Regions from separate parts of the Mus musculus genome. Here regions 1 and 2 are each linked to region 3. Evidence: chromatin contacts called from public Hi-C and HiChIP or PLAC-seq data. All regions are on one chromosome and are shown on one strand. The core of a region is the stretch at or near the end of the contact, and the rest is flanking DNA. Distances in the headings are between cores, read along the strand shown.

The links. A called contact is a pair of places that touch in the nucleus more often than the background predicts. HiChIP or PLAC-seq counts read pairs in DNA pulled down with a chosen protein or histone mark.
Region 1: a Hi-C map of bone marrow-derived macrophages shows a contact between it and region 3, with 24 read pairs. The contact joins two enhancer-like sites. A contact is called at or near these places in 1 of 484 Hi-C or Micro-C datasets (bone marrow-derived macrophages), 1 of 115 datasets of contacts at active chromatin or transcription factors (embryonic stem cells) and 1 of 9 other capture datasets (embryonic stem cells).
Region 2: an H3K4me3 HiChIP or PLAC-seq map of bone marrow-derived macrophages shows a contact between it and region 3, with 7 times the contacts expected there. The contact joins two enhancer-like sites. A contact is called at or near these places in 13 of 39 promoter capture datasets (the C10 cell line, the HPC-7 cell line, HPC-7-derived erythroid cells and 7 more), 3 of 15 datasets of contacts at CTCF or cohesin (embryonic stem cells, pro-B cells and stem cell-derived epiblast-like cells), 67 of 484 Hi-C or Micro-C datasets (the 63-12 cell line, B cells, the Ba/F3 cell line and 32 more), 5 of 115 datasets of contacts at active chromatin or transcription factors (DN3 thymocytes, the HPC-7 cell line, acute myeloid leukemia and 2 more) and 3 of 9 other capture datasets (bone marrow-derived macrophages, embryonic stem cells and liver).

The regions. Positions count from the first base shown.
Region 1 is chr6:123,206,293-123,209,686 of GRCm38.p6, reverse strand. No RefSeq gene overlaps it. Among named protein-coding and RNA genes, the nearest start is that of Clec4n, 22 kb to the left of the region's middle. Within about 2 kb of position 2,021, at least 21 of the 459 cell types and tissues checked have an H3K27ac peak or open chromatin away from gene starts, as enhancers often do. A contact at or near this core is called in bone marrow-derived macrophages, where this site is marked.
Region 2 is chr6:123,264,215-123,267,389 of GRCm38.p6, reverse strand. It overlaps Clec4d (C-type lectin domain family 4, member d), which reads right to left. Exons shown (of 6, transcript NM_010819.4): 2 at 1,979-2,071; 3 at 228-335. Among named protein-coding and RNA genes, the nearest start is that of Clec4d, 3.7 kb to the right of the region's middle. Within about 2 kb of position 1,354, at least 67 of the 459 cell types and tissues checked have an H3K27ac peak or open chromatin away from gene starts, as enhancers often do. A contact at or near this core is called in bone marrow-derived macrophages, where this site is marked.
Region 3 is chr6:122,890,912-122,894,054 of GRCm38.p6, reverse strand. No RefSeq gene overlaps it. Among named protein-coding and RNA genes, the nearest start is that of Necap1, 18 kb to the right of the region's middle. Within about 2 kb of position 1,429, at least 6 of the 459 cell types and tissues checked have an H3K27ac peak or open chromatin away from gene starts, as enhancers often do. A contact at or near this core is called in bone marrow-derived macrophages, where this site is marked.

The sequences.
Region 1 (3,394 bases), core at 772-3,271, 320 kb before region 3:
TTTCTGCATCCATTCTTCTTTTGAGGAGCATCTGGGTTGTTTCCAGGTTCTGTCTATTACAAATAAGGCTGCAAGGAACATCATGGAGTACATGCCCCTGTGGTATGGTGAGGCATCTTTGGGTATATGCCCAAGAGAGATATAGTTTGGCCTTCTGGTAGGTTTATTTCCAATTTTCTGTACAACCACCAAATTGAATTCCAGAGTGGTTGTACTAGTTCAATAAATGGTACTGGTCTAACTGGCAGACTGTGTGTAGAAAAATGAAAATAGATCCATTTTTATCACCTTGCACAAATTTCATGTCCAAGTGGATCAAGGACCTTAACATAAAATCAGATACACTGAATCAAATAGAAGAGAAAATAGGAAGAGCCTTAAACCCATTGGCACAGTGGGAAATTGCCTAAATAGAACTCCAGTGGCTCAGGTTTAAGGTCAAAATTGATAAATGGGACCTCATGAAACTAAAAAGTTTCTGTAAGGCAAAAGACACAGAAAATAGGACAATCAGCAACCTACAAATTGGGGGAAAAAATCTTCACTAACCCCACCTCTGGTAGAGGGTTAATATCCAAAATATATAAAGAACTCAAGAAGATATCTCAAAAAAAAAAAACCAAATAACTCAATTTTAAAAATGAGGTATACTTCTTAGAAGGAAAACAAAATACTAATAGGAGCAAATATAGAGATAAAATGTAGAGCAGAAACTGAAGGAAAGGCCATCGAGAGACTGTCCCACCTGGAGATTGATCCCATATACAGTTACCAAACCCAGACACTATTGCTGATGCTAAGAAGTACATGCTGACAGGAGCCTGATATAGCTGTCTCCTCAGAGTCCCTGTCTGAGCCTTACAAATACAGAGGCAGATGCTTGCAGGCAACCATTGAAATGAGTTCAGGGTCCCCAGTAGAGGAGTTAGAGAAAGGACTGAAGGAGCTGAAGGGGTTTGCAACCCCATAGGAAGAACAACAATATCAACCAACCATACCCCCCAGAGCTCCCAGGGACTAAGTCAAGGAGTACACAAGGCTCCAGTTTCGTATGTAGTAGATGATGACCTTGTTAAGCATCAATGAAAGGAGAGGACCTTGGTCCTATGAAGGTTTGATAGATGTCCCAGTGTAGGGGAATCAAGGGTGGGGAGGTGGGAGTGGGTGGGTGAGTGGAGGAACACCCTCATAGAAACAGGTGGAGGGAGGATGGGATAGGGGATTTCCAGGAGTTGGTGGAAACTGGAAAAGGAGATAACATTTGAAGTTTAAATAAAGAAGATATCTAATAAAAAAAAGGGGGGGGGCATAGCACCAAACAGAGAATTCACAACAGTGGAATCTCCAATTGTCTCCAATGCCTGAGAAGCACTTAAAGAAATGTTCAAAGTCCTTAGTCATCAGGGAAATGCAAATCAAAACAACTCTGAGATTCCACCTTACACCAATCAGAATGGCTAAGACCAAAACCTCAGATGACAACAAGCACATGCTGGCAAGGATGTGGAGAAAAAGAAACAGTCCTCAATAACTGGTAGAATTGCAAAATGGCACAACCACCATGCTTCCCATTTCTAAAGGGAAAATTTGGCTTAATTAGTAACATTCAATTTTCCACAAAGGTAGTAATGCCACCTCAGAAGCTGCTGGAGGGTTGTTTGCTTGTTTGTTTGTTTGTTTTTCACACATTGACTTATGTAACTGGTTATATAAAAGAGTCTGAACACTGGAAAAAATGTGCCTGACTTGAAGGCCTAAAATTTTTAAAACCTACAGTCATAAGGGTTCTCAAATACTTTGATCCCCCTTTTAGCTCACATTCTAAAATAAAGATAGAGGAGAGCAGATGGTAATAGGACAATGGGGATCTGCACCTCTTTAGAAGTACTTCTTTGGGACAATTCCAATCTCCATTGTCCAGATACCAGCAATCCAGTTCAGTAGTGTCAGGATACCAACAGTCCAGCTCAAATATGCCACCAAACACAAATCAGCAGTGGCAGCATGATTCTGCAGAAACAGCTAAGCTTCCACTGACTCAGCATGAGTCAGCAGGAGTGAACATAACCAGTCATAACACCAAGAGAAGTTCTCTGCCTTGTCTCTTTCAATAAAGATCAATGAAGAAGCTAGACCAACTAAGCATTGCACAGCAGACAATGCAAGCATTCCATCACTGTTTGTTGTGTCCTACTTTTAATCTCTCCTAAGATTTTATCACATGTCCTTTCATGGGTCTACTTCAGCAAAACATCACATGAGCCTGCTTCAGGAAAGTATCACATGACACAACCAGATATTTTTCCTTCACTTACTGGCTCAGGGCTGAGCAAGACTTGTGTAGGTTTCCGTTTGTCACCATTAGCCTGCTACATGAAATGTTAGAAAAAACAGGAGTAATTGTCTATATTATTTTTTTCTACACCAATTTAGAATTTCTTGTGTCAAAGGATGCTACCTTGTACTTAAAGATATTTTAGCAAGGTTTTCATTTAATATCTAATAAAGAATATTTAATATTTCTTATGTTTTATAGGAAGTATACAAGTTCACATGGGTGTGTTTTAATCATCATTGTTGCTACATTAACAAGTTGGGCCTTATGTTTTCATTCTTTATTTACCTAACTCTAAACTGTAATCCATGATTATTCTTAAAGATTAATTAAACAACACACAAACCAGGAATCACTGCATGTTAGTGGCTGGGGCTAGTGCTTTCTGCAACTCATTAGAGAAATTAAATGGAAAGATAATCTATAAAATATTACTATAATTACATACTTAGTAACTTATTAAGTTATCTCAGGAATTGGAGCAATGAATACATGGTTGTAAAGACTGGGTGCTGAGATCTCTGACTTGTTGATGAAGGGCACAAACTGTCAAATAAAATAGAAGTAAATACTAAGATCCATACATAGTACAATAAAATGAGAATAGCACCATCCTGTATATCTGAATTTTCCTTAAAGGACTGTCTTAGTCAGGGTTTCTATTCCTGCACAAACATCATGACCAAGAGGCAAGTTGGGGAGGAAAGGGTTTATTCGGCTTATACTTCCATGCTGCTGTTCATCACCAAAGGAAGTCAGGACTGGAACTCAAGCAGGTCAGGGAGCAGGAGCTGATGCAGAGGCCATGGAGGGATGTTCTTTACTGGCTTGCCTCACCTGGCTTGCTCAGCCTGCTCTCTTATAGAACCCAAGACTACCAGCCCAGAGATGGTCCCACCCACAAGGGGCCTTTCCCCCTTGATCACTAATTGAGAAAATGCCTTACAGTTGGATCTCATGGAGGCATTTCCTCAAATGAAGCTCCTTTCTCTGTGATAACTCCAGCTGTGTCAAGTTGACACAAAACTAGCTAGTACAATTGACCCCTTGTCAACTTGA
Region 2 (3,175 bases), core at 105-2,604, 370 kb before region 3:
TGTTGATGTGTAGTAATTGCCTAGCATGTACAAGTCCTGTGTTTGATCCCCAGCATAACCCCCCCCCCACACACACACACATTAATAATGTGTTACAGCAATTTATTACAGTCATGAGAAACTTCTCTGTCCTAGTTGACTGATATTCATTCTTGCAGCCAGTTCTCATTCTGACAGATGCTATCTAAAGGCTGGATGGAAGTAGATAAAGAGGTTTACTCTGCTACCTGTAGCTCCAGGCTGTGGCTCCTCTCGGATGCACGTTACTCTCGTGTGGTAGTCTGACAGTTTCACCACACTTCCTCTCGTCCAGCGTAAAAAGTAATGATGAGTCACTGTCATCAGGAAAAGCAGTTGATTTTCTTTTGCTGTGTAGCCATTAATTTAGAAAAGTGGGCTGATCTCCCCACCTTTCTCCTTCCCTCACAGTTAAAGTCCCCACACCCTCTTTCTTTCCTATGCCATTTCATGATCCCAGATAAATTCAATGAAAGCTAATATTTTATAATCATATTATCTATGATTTACATTGGAACTTTTGGAACCTTTTAAGTGCACAATGTTTTCAGTTTATTTCACCAAAATTTGCATAAGAGTGGGGGTTGTGGTAAGCCCTGGGCTAATTCCACAAAGTTTTGTGAACTTCACAAGTTTAGTAATATTTTTACTTTGGAAAATAATCAAATATTGAAAAGTAAAAAAAGAAAACCATAAATGTACAGGTTAGTAAATTAATGTAATGTGAATACTTCTAGCAAAGATTGCCAAGTTCAAAAAATAAGATACTACCAACATTTCAGGTAACCATAATATCCCAGCACAACCCATTCTTCCATTTTGTAGCTTGTGTCTTGCATCATAGTTTCAGCTTAAACCACACAAATCAAAATGTCTTCTGTTAGACTTTGCTATGAATGGATTCAAATGCCCTGCTTCCATTGGTGTTGGCTTATGCCCAGCACTGTTTCTGAAGCAATATTGCTGCCTAAATAAAATTATATTCTGTCCATTTTCATAACTGGACAGTAACCTATTGTCTCCGTGGAGTAAAACACCCTGATCTCTTTGGTTTCTAGCACTCTCATGACTTCCAGTATTAGGTTGTTGTGAACTGTGTTATTTTGAGCATCTTTGACCTTGAATCCTAAGAAGAGTAAGTACACATTTCTGTAAGGCATGTGTGCCTCAGAGTGGGATGGCCAGTGCATGATAAATGGGGTACATGGGAAAGCTTTCCAAACATGTTTCCTACTTTAAGCTCTCTCTTGCCGTCAAGCATCAAAGATCCAAGTTTCCTGCACCTCCGTCATCAGACACTGTGTCTTTTGAGTCACTACCATCCTGGTGTTTCTGCAATAGTGACTCACTGTGACTTGCAGTTTTACTTCCCTAACAACCAATTAGGTTGACACTGGGTGTGACATGGTAAGATGTCATTTATTAAGTTGATTTCATTTATTAAATACAATCAATGAAGCCTACAATGTTAATTCAACAAAACACCTTTCCCGATAACTCTGCAATATCGCCCTCAATATTAGATTAGGAGTTACATATTCAGAGTCTATGCTGCCACTGTTTATTCTTTCCTCCAGCCTATCTGTCTTAGGCCTACAACATACTAATTCAGTCATAACCTCATCTTATAGCTTGATATCAGAAAATACAAGATTTTCTATGACATTAAGGGTGGCAATGGCTCCATGGATGCATATTTGTTCCCAATCTTGATATGGACATATTTAATAGAGTTTTTAATATGTCCGTTAGACCTCAGCAAAGTGATTATTTTGGAAGCGAGCAGAACAGTCTCATACAAATTTTAAAAAAAATCAAATGTACAGCTCTGATAGTAAGCCTAAGATGGGGAATGTGTTGTGTGTGGATAAGCTGAGGAAAAGGGAGGCTTTGGGAGCACATGTTGGACATTCTTTGAGAAGATAATTCAAAATGAGCTTCATTCTGGCTAGTAGCTTACCCAAACAAGTTGAAATAAAGCAAGCACTAAGGAACGAGATGGAAACAACAGCGAAGACGCAAGGGATCAGTTGGGGATGTCGGGTACCTTTTGCTGAAACAAAGGGGATATAGGTTACTCTCCTCTCTGCCATAAGATGAGGGAAGTCAAGATTATCAAGGAGCAGGCTAAATGTGATAGCATGTAAAGTATGTTAGGAGTTCAAGAGACTTAAATATTCCCTGTGACTAAACCAAATAATAACAAAGAAAAATGCAAACTTGTTTTTATAAAGAAACATTTTTATACTCAGAACATAAAGGTCATAAAAATCCAAGCTTCTATATAACATAGTGTAATACAGGTACACACACACACACACACACAATCATGTACATGAAGAAAGATCTTGTAATATCACTATTGAAGACATGTAGTTTCTAAAATCAATTAAAATACTGTGTAAATTATGAGCAATAAGTTTTTTCAGTTTATTGCATAATTTATTTTTACATTTCTTGTGATTTTTTTAAAAAAATTAATCATTCCTGTCATTTACATCTCAAATGATATCCCCCTTCATGGTTACTCCTCCACAGCCCTCCCATCCCATCTGCCCTCTCCCCCTTCCATTTTGCCTCCATGAGGGTGCTCCCTCACCTACCTACCCACTCCCACCTCACTGCTACAACATATTCCTTCGCTGGGGCATCAAACCTCCACAACACCAAGAGCCTCCCCTCTCATTGATGTCAGACAAGGCCATGGTATACTACATATATATCTGGATCTAGAGCCCTGGATCCCCACCCCGTCCCCCCCCCCTTCCCTGTACACTCCTTGGTTGGTGCTCTATGCCCTGGGAGCACTGGGTGGTCCAACCAATAAGCAGCAAATTTAATCTATTGAAATTTTAAGTGGTCACCAAACAAAATGAAAGTATGCCCCATCCAGGAACTATGAACTAAAATAGTGTGGCAAGATTTTCATATCTATTCAAAAAGCGTAATGAAAGAAAGCGTGCAGTGTGGGCATGGCTGAGATAAAGTACTCAAGAGAGAGAGAGAGGGCTGTGTTGCTGAGTGTAGAAAGGAAAAGTAAACCCGGAGAAACATCAATGAGCAGCATTTATTCACTCTTAGCTATGTATGTTCCTCTGTGTGTGTGTGTGTGTGTGTGTGTGTGTGTGTGTGTGTGTCTGTGTATGTGTCTGTGTGT
Region 3 (3,143 bases), core at 180-2,679:
GCAGAGTCCACCGCCACACAGCAGCCCGTCATATTAGGCACATATGTAAAGGTGCATTTTTGCTTCTCTGTGCTTAGATATCCTCATCTGTGAAATGCAGATGGCCACACAACGCCTTAGAGGCTCCGTGATACATCTCTCTCTGAGATATAAAACAGAGCTAATGCAGAGCCAAGGGTCTAATGACCCAAGAGAGAGACAGCAGGGCTGCACTTGGTTTGGGGTTTCTGACTCTCTGAAGGGCATTATATATAATACAAAGGCTACAGAGGAGGCTACTTGGAATCACAGAACCAAGAGTGTGGGCCTCACGGTTGACTCAGTCTCCCCATGCTTGTCCTATGCTCGCTCTCTCTCCCCAGCGTCGTCTACTCTCCATTTCTACCTTACTTAATGGCTCCTCCACTCCACACCCTAGAGGGTACCTATCTCAGGTATAGGACAGTGCCATGCCCTAACACTCACCATCCATTTCCTAGCCTGGATAAGACCACACATGGTCAACGCTAGGTGCACGCATGGGGGCAGGAGTGGGCGGCAGGGTTAGTAGCAGAGGTGCGCACTTATGTGGAGCCTTCACATTCCAGATCCTCATCCGTGCACTTCAGTTATTTCAGTTGGTGGAGAGACCTACAGAAACTAATCACAGTCTCTTTGACTAGTCGTCACTTTACAGTCACAGCAACTCTATCACGTCCTAGGGCCCTCATTTTGCCTACCAGGGAGCTGAAACAAACTTGAATAATTTGTCTGGAAGCCAGTGACAGGAAAATTTTTATATAAAGGCTATAATAGCTCATCCCAAATCCATGATCCTGGCCACTAACAATCTACTACACATGATCTGTGACAGGTCATTAGTAAGCATATCCCCCATCAAATGTTTACTTAAGGAATAAAGTCTGAAACTGCCATTCTGGTCCTTATTTTCAATCTGATTAGGCATCTGTTACTTCTACACTCCCAGCAAACTCTGGCTTGGGTAAAAGCTCTAACTCTGGGTAAATGGCCCCAGGCAGCCAAGTGTGGTGGTGTACACCTGGCAGGTAAATCAAGGCCAGCCTGCTCTACAGATTGAGTTCCAGGACAGCCAGGGCTGCAAAAAGAAACCCTGTCTCTAAAAACAAAACAAAACAGAACAAGCTTGGTGGTGGTGGCACACTTAAGGGCAGAAGCAGGCTAATCAGTGTGAGTTCAGAGCCAGCCTAGTCTACATAGTGAGTACCAGGATAGCCAGTGCTATGTAGAGATATTCTGTCTTAAAACACACACACACTCACAAACAAACTAATAAACAAACAAAAAAGACCTCAGATGATCTTTGTGTCTTTCTTTCTGGAGTCCCCTTCATTAGCAAGTCTAAGAAACAAGTCCTACAATTGTCCCGAATGCTAGAGACCAATTGCTAGGGAGATGGCCCCCTCTAGTGGTCACACAGTGACAGGCACGGCCAGATGTAACATCCATAAGAAGTGTTGCTATGACTTCTCTTTCTGGCTATAGCATAGCATCAGAAAATACAAGAAAAAAAAAAAAAAAACTAAAAAGCAAACAAAAAACACTAAGTAGTATGTCTTTTTTACAACACCTCTGAGAATGTGATATTGTTATTAGATGAATGAGACAAAACATGAGCTCACAATGGACAGTCATTTTACTTCTGGCTCAAATGCAAACAAAACAAGCTCACTCCAGTTTTATAATTATGTTCTGTCCTCATCTTGTATCTTTTAAAAGGAAATTAGGAAAGGGAGGAGAAAGAGAGGGAATGAGGGAGGGAGGGAGGGAGGGAGGGAGGGGAAGGCACACAAGCCTATATAGATCCCAGGCTTCAAGCAACAAGTAGCAGGACATGGTGGAACAAACCTTTAATCCCAGGCTTTAATCCTCAAACTTTTACGAATTTGAGGTCAGCTTGGTCTACATAGTGAGTTTCACAACAGCCAAGACTATTTATAGAGACCCTGTCTCAAAAACAAACTAACAAACAAAAGCAACAAAGTAAATAAACATCACCCTCTTCTCTCCAATCTTGTCATCTCAGGGCCGGGGACATGGCTCAGTAGGTCAGAGCACCGGCTGTACAGCATGAATGTGGATCACCAACATCCACGGAGAAAAGCAAGGCACTCACCTACATCCGCAGCATGGAGGAGAAAGGAGACAGAGGATGGTTGGGACTGCTCATGTTCATGCCCCACGTTCACTGACAGACCCTGTCTCAAGGGAATAAGCCTGAGTGTGGCAGAGCAGGGTACCCCAAATCTTCCTTTGGCCTCTGTGCTCTCATACACAAGCACACACACACACACATGTAACAACAGGCCCTCAGACCTTAGCACAACTGACTCCATGATGGAAGCACCATTCAGGCCTTGGAACCCAGCACACGGGCAGCACCACCTGCCAAAATAAAAACAAAGACCGAATCCTTCAAAGTCCATAGTTCTGGGAAAGTCTCTAGATGTACTAACCTCGCTTTTCGGCTCCTGTAGTTCCATTTCTGGCTAGCTGTTCGTGGTAACTGTAGTATGTCAACCCAGAATGTGTTCTTATTCTGAACATCCAGTGTAGTTACCAGCTGGCTAATAAAAGACTTTCTGTTGGCTTAAACCCATGTCTTAAGTGAGTAGTCTTCGATGAATGCTCCCAACACAGAGGCATACATCACATGTCAAAAAGAATATTATTTTAGTCAAAGTTGTTTTTTTTTTTTAACGGCTGGAAAGATAGCTCAGCAGCTAAGAGTGCCCACTGCCTTTACAGAACCTGAGATTACCCATGTCAGGGAAGTCACAAGAACCTGCAACTCCAACTCCAAGAGACCTGAAGCTTTCTTCTGACTGACCTGCATACACACACACACACACACACACACACACACACACACACATATGCAAACATAAATACTGATGACAATAATCTCCAACATTATAAATAACACATATTATAAAAATTTCAGATAGGTAGGTAATCTATTTACCCAGAAAATAAGAGTCCTGGATCATATAGTACTTATTTGTTTAAGATTCACTTCATGTGTATGTGTATTTGTGCACTGTGTAGGTGACTACAGAAGTCAGCAGGCATCCAGTCCTCCAGAGCTAGAGTCTGACATGGACACTAGAAAACTTCAACCAGGT